2 separate regions of the Gossypium hirsutum genome follow, and region 1 is linked to region 2. Evidence: chromatin contacts called from public Hi-C data. All regions are on one chromosome and are shown on one strand. Each heading gives the region's core, a stretch centred on a gene start, on an enhancer-like site or on the middle of the called end of the contact. The rest is flanking DNA. Distances are from core to core; before and after follow the strand shown.

Evidence for each region. Hi-C and Micro-C count contacts between places; a contact is called where the count stands out from the background.
Region 1: a Hi-C map of leaf shows a contact between it and region 2, with 3 times the contacts expected there. The contact joins the promoter of LOC107959188 here to the promoter of LOC107898655 in region 2. A contact is called at or near these places in 16 of 34 Hi-C or Micro-C datasets (anther, callus, hypocotyl and 3 more).

What each region holds. Positions count from the first base shown.
Region 1 is chrA11:55,339,747-55,342,758 of Gossypium_hirsutum_v2.1, forward strand. It overlaps LOC107959188 (IMPACT family member in pol 5'region), which reads left to right and starts at 1,699. Exons shown (of 6, transcript XR_005905207.1): 1 at 1,699-2,061; 2 at 2,139-2,254; 3 at 2,336-2,441; 4 at 2,537-2,590.
Region 2 is chrA11:55,136,073-55,138,854 of Gossypium_hirsutum_v2.1, forward strand. LOC107898655 (mitochondrial uncoupling protein 5) reads right to left here and starts at 1,382. Exons shown (of 1, transcript XM_016824172.2): 1 at 1-1,382. The coding sequence starts at 741.

The DNA.
Region 1 (3,012 bases), core at 449-2,948, 200 kb after region 2:
AACTAAAATTATAAAATATTTGCTTCAATTTATTTTGTAATTTTTCATCTGCTTGAAAACAAACCCAATGTCACTACATAAAGTTTGGACAGGTGTTTAAAGAGATCCATTTGGGATTGTTTCTAACTATATATATATATATATATATTATAGATTATAAATTTAATAAAGTTAACTTTTCGTATACCAAACAAATATTTTCAACATCTTTTAACAGATAATTTTATATATCCCATCAAGATATCAAAACAAGTTAAAATTTAAAAACAAAACGTAATAAAAGTATTAATGACTATTAAATATCAAATTAATAAATATTTAAATAATGTAAAAAATAAGCATATCAAACAAATTATTTTTTGGAATAGGTTTTCTTTTCTTAACAAGTAATTCAATACTTATAGGTGTTAAGGCCCCTTATATGTCTTACATCCACATTGGAAACAGGGTAATGATTAAGGAACGATTACAGGTACCTTAACATTCTTAGGTGTTGAAGTCAGTAAAAATTTTAAAACCCTATCCTTTGTTGTTTATGTGCTTTTGTAGCATTTTAACATTTAAACCAACTTTGACACTCATATGTGTCATAGTTTTTTTAAAACCCTACAAAACCAAATCTTAGACGAAAAATCTCAAAAATTTAAATAATTATCTACATCTATATAAGTCTTCTAGGCGTATTTAGAAACTATTACCTAATTTAATCTTTAAACAATGTTTTTAACTAAGAGGTGAAAATCTCGAAAATTTAAAGTGATCTTGTCACTTATAGATGTCAAGATCTTTTTGAAAATTCTAACGTAACCCTAACTGTAAAATTTATAGATATCTCATCCCACTTGTTTATTTGCATAGAAATCTAAAAATTCATCTTATATAAATATGTATATTCTATACTATCCTATGTAATTGAAAATCCTTATAAATGTTATAATGGTCGCCTCCTTATTAGGATTAGATAAAAGACATGTCGTTCACAATGCAACAACAATGGAGTGTTCTCTAGTGTCTTGGTGGTAGCACCATGAACAGCTTACAAATTCTTTAATTTGAAATATTCAAGGCTTTGAAAATGTGATTGAGAAGAAATTTGTTGATCTAAAAAAACATTTCTCATATTAACATCACCTTAATATAACATTAAAAAAAAGGTTGTATGATACTAACATGTTGCTTATTTCATAACTTCAATCATTAATGGAATTGAGATGATCCATGTACTTCGAAAAGTACATGAAAAAATAATATCTTGATAATATTAATGATGCCGATTAAAATTTAGATAATGATTAACTTGATCAATGACCAACAAATGATAATAAAAAACGTATGTTAAATATTAAAGAGTGAATAACCCAACAAATAAACACTAGAATAATTAGATAAAATTGTTTTAATTTTTTATTATATTCAAATTTAATTGTTATTAATTGTTTATTAAACTTTTTAGTATAATATTTTAAAATAAAAAACTTAATAGTAATGTAATTTAAAAAAATTAAGTTGTAATAAATTCGAATTTAAAAAATAATATTAACAATGTTAAGAGTAAGATCTAAGTTTTAAAATTTGGAAAATAGAAAACTAAAATCTTACAAATAAAAATATAAAGATTAAATTTTAATAAAAAATAGTAAAATGGTTGCATAACGTCGTCGTTTAATACGAGTGGACTACCGTTTGAAACGGCGGCCGGAGTAGGAAAAAGGCTTGTTTGTCACTGATTTTATTGAAACGAAAGGAACCCAAAACAAGCAAATGCCAGTTGCAATAACACCTGGCTATCGCTACTGCCACAAGCTCAACCACCGCCTCTCCGCCTCAATTTCCGCCCTCTCCACCGCCAAAAAACCAATGGTCACTACAGCCAGCAGCTCCGGCACCACCAGCAACGCAGGCGCCTTCACCACCATTAAAGAAACAGTAACATTCGAAAAAGAAATAAAAAAGAGCAAATTCATCGCCATTGCTGGTCCCATCTCTAACGAGCAGTCCGCTCACTCTTTCCTCAACCAATTCAAGGATCCGCGTGCCACTCACAATTGTTGGGCTTACAAGGTAATCTAATATGACGCCACGCTTTTCTATCATCTCATTCATCTTGCCTCATAATTGACCTATCAAAAGTTTAATAGGTTGGGGATCAGTATCGGTCGAATGATGACGGCGAACCTTCTGGAACGGCGGGGAAGCCGATTCATTCTGCAATTGTTTCTTCAGGTTTTGACAGAATCATGGTGGTCGTTATTAGGTATATTTATTTACTTTTGACATATATTGCCATGATCAAAATTGAAGGGACAAATAACATGAATCTTCAAATAAATTTCAGGTATTTTGGAGGAATTAAATTGGGAACGGGAGGACTTGTTAGGGCTTATGGTGGAGTGGCCTCGGAATGCTTGAGAAATGCTCCAACTTGTCTTGTAAAATCTAAAGTAAGAATGGAAATAATCTATGTATGACAATTTTAATTTTTAAATTTTATGATTTTAATATTTGGAAATGTTGATATTTAATTGGAATTTTGAAGGTTCCAATGGGAGTGGAAGTTCCTTTTGATCTTTTGGGAGTTCTATACCATCAAGTGAGCAATTTTTTCCCTGTTCAAATTAGTCCTTCTAGAGAGATTCACGAACTTGTAATTCAGATAGCTATAAATGAAAGTTAGGCCTTATGGTCTGTTTTGTTTTGTTAAAAAAAAAATTTGATATTTTATGGTTAGTGTTTAGTTCTGTTTGTTGTTTGCATATAATGTTTATAAATAAAAAGTAGAAAAATTTTATGCTTCTTTTATATAAATTTCTCTTAATGTGGTTTCTCATCCGATTATTGGCTTATAGCCGTCAGAATGTGTTGGTTATGTAATTTAGTTTCTGATCCGATTAGCATGATTGGAATGTGTGTGATTGTATAATTTAGTTTCTCATCCGTTTTCCACCATCGGAATGTGTGTGGTTGTAGTTTCTCATCTGATAATCACCATTAGGATGTTTATGAATAATGATT
Region 2 (2,782 bases), core at 132-2,631:
GGACGCCACTGCCGCAACAAACCCGGCTGAAAAGCTCGCTGCCACGTGTGTCCCCAGCCCATCTTTCATCAGCCCGTTTTCCAAAATCATCTCTTTGATCTGATCGTAGGAGGCAAGCTGCGATGCCGTCACCAACATCGCACGATTCACCGTCAGCGACGAGCCGCGCCACAAGGAGGTCACGCCTTCTTGTTTGGTCATGCGTGTGATGGCGTCGACAACGCTGGTATAGTTACGACGTTGAGATACGGGAAGGCGTCCGTCAGCTTGCATTCGCACCATCGCCACGTCGGCTGGGTTCCCAACGGCAGCGCCGATCCCTCCGGCGATTAGCCCGGCGGTGATTTTCCGCGAGAGAGGCATGGTTTTGGTCTCTTTATCAGTCCACTTCTGTTTCAGGATGTCGTAGAGTCCCATGCGGGTGGTGGAATAGAGGGTCTGGCGGAGGACGGTAGCAGAGACGCCAGAAAAAAGAGCAGCGACGCCTTCGGTCCGGAAGATCTTGATCCCGGTGGCCACAGGTCCAACACGCGCCGGCGGAGGAGGCATGTGGATAGCAGAGGAAGTAGTAGTAGTGGTTGTCTGAAAGGCTAAAGCAGGGCGGAGTGTTTGAACAGCCGGATTGGGAACATGGCTTTCACCCTGGAGCTGCATTCGGACTTTGATCAAATCAAGCGGGTGGGTCGAACACCCGGCCACGATTGAGGCTATGCCTCCTTCAACAAAACTCTTCACTCCCATAGCGGCACTCTCAAAGAAGATCTAAACTCAAATACTTAAGAACTTTACCAAAATTTGCTTGCAAATCAACAAGGCAATTACTTTGTTTCAAAAAGGAAATAAAAGAAGTTTAAACAAAAAATCAATAGAAGAAAAAGAAAGAGATGGAACTATTAAGACCAGTTGGAATTAGGGTTCATCTCACTGGAAACCAGGAGATGAGAATGGAGACCAAAAGCTATTGAAGAAGAGTGGGGAACGTTAGGCCTTTGAGACATATGCTAACCAAGAAAAATCAGCTAATGAATGGGGTGATTTGCTTTGTGGGCAGGGGAACGTATTTATAGCTGCGACGGCGGCGGTCACGTGGTTCGGCTAAGGCACATGGGAAATACGGGTGTTGCGGGAAACTTGGAGGGACACTTCTTGGGCCGTCTCTTATTGTATACGCGTTTTTTTGCCTCTGGTCTCTTTCTTTTTTTTGTGGGTTTCATCAAAGTCAAAAATATCCCTCAACATAGGCTGGAGCCCGCCACAGGCCTATCAGGTGGAGGTGGATGCAAGTCGGCAATTTCAAAATAATTTAGGTTATACATTTTATATGTAGTTAAGGGTTAACCCTAGTATGCTAAATACAAATTTAATCAGTTAAATAATTCGATTTTTTGAAAATTTAGAGAAATATTTTACTTTTGAAGAGAGAGTATCAATGGTTTTGTCTTTTAAGTCCTAAATTCCTCTTTTACATATATTTTTATTTTTCATTTAATGTTGTTTTAAGCTTTTTATTATTATTATTTTTAATTAATATTTTAAATATATTATTTTAAAAGTTTTTATTTTTAATTCATATTTTTTATTAATAACTTTTTTTTATAAAATCAAATAATATTATAAAAAATTATTATTCTTAATAAATATAATTTTTATATGTGTAATATTTATTTTTCAATCCATATCATGAGTGTAGTAAATTTTAGTATTTTATATATTTTTATATATATATTTAAAATATTTCATATATAAATATGATGATATTTGAAATAATTAATTGAAATATTTTATATATATAAATATTTAAAAATACCATATACACAATATAAATGAAAAATAATAAATTTTAAAATATTTTAAATATAAAAATAATAATTATATTTAAAATAATTATAATATTAGTTGGAAATTTGAGTTGAGTGAAATGGATTGGGCGGTCTCACGTTTTTTTATTCCTTATATGACTTTTGGCTTTATTTGGTTTCTTATTAATTTCATCTGCAAATACGTTCATGCATGGTCTTTGACCACTTAGGGGGTGTCTGGTATAATTACGAAACTCTATTCAATTTTCTATTAAAAATCTCTTTAAATTAACTGTGCATCTATGGTTGTTTCACTCCTAACTAGTAATTTGATTCATTCTTTTTAACTGATTATTTTGAAAACTATCAAATAAAATTAATTGCTTAGCAACTAATTAATAAACCAAATTTTTTAGTTCAAAAAGTCGTTTAATCGTCGACTGACTGATAGGTTTTTTTTTTGGTGAAATCGACCGATAGGTTTTTAATTACCAATTAATTGTCAACTTATTTATTTATTGGTTGAGATATTTGTGAAAGTGGCAGCTAAATATTTCAATTTAATCCCTTTCGAATAAAATAGCTGCAATTTAGACTCTTTCGAAAGTTAAATATTCAACTAAAACGGTAGAACTTCGTTAATATAACCATTTTTAACTCCATCGTAATTCCTGGCTTTTGCCCCGCATTTTGCGTTACAAAGGTGATGTTTTTTTTTTTTAACACAACAGCCTTAAGGAACTAATATTATAACGGAGGGCCGAAGTCATTAGACATTTTGACGTGTCGAGCTGTGATAAGGGGATGGGTAATTGCCAATCAGAGGCATAGGCCATCTCTATTTGATGGTTGTCCTTCGATGTGCCTGACTTTTTGCAGGCTGACTTTTCACAAGTGATTAGCGGTCACCCTCTTCTCTTCAAATTAATTTTAATCTTTGATGTATTACACGGTATATAATTTAAAGTCAATCAACTTAAATT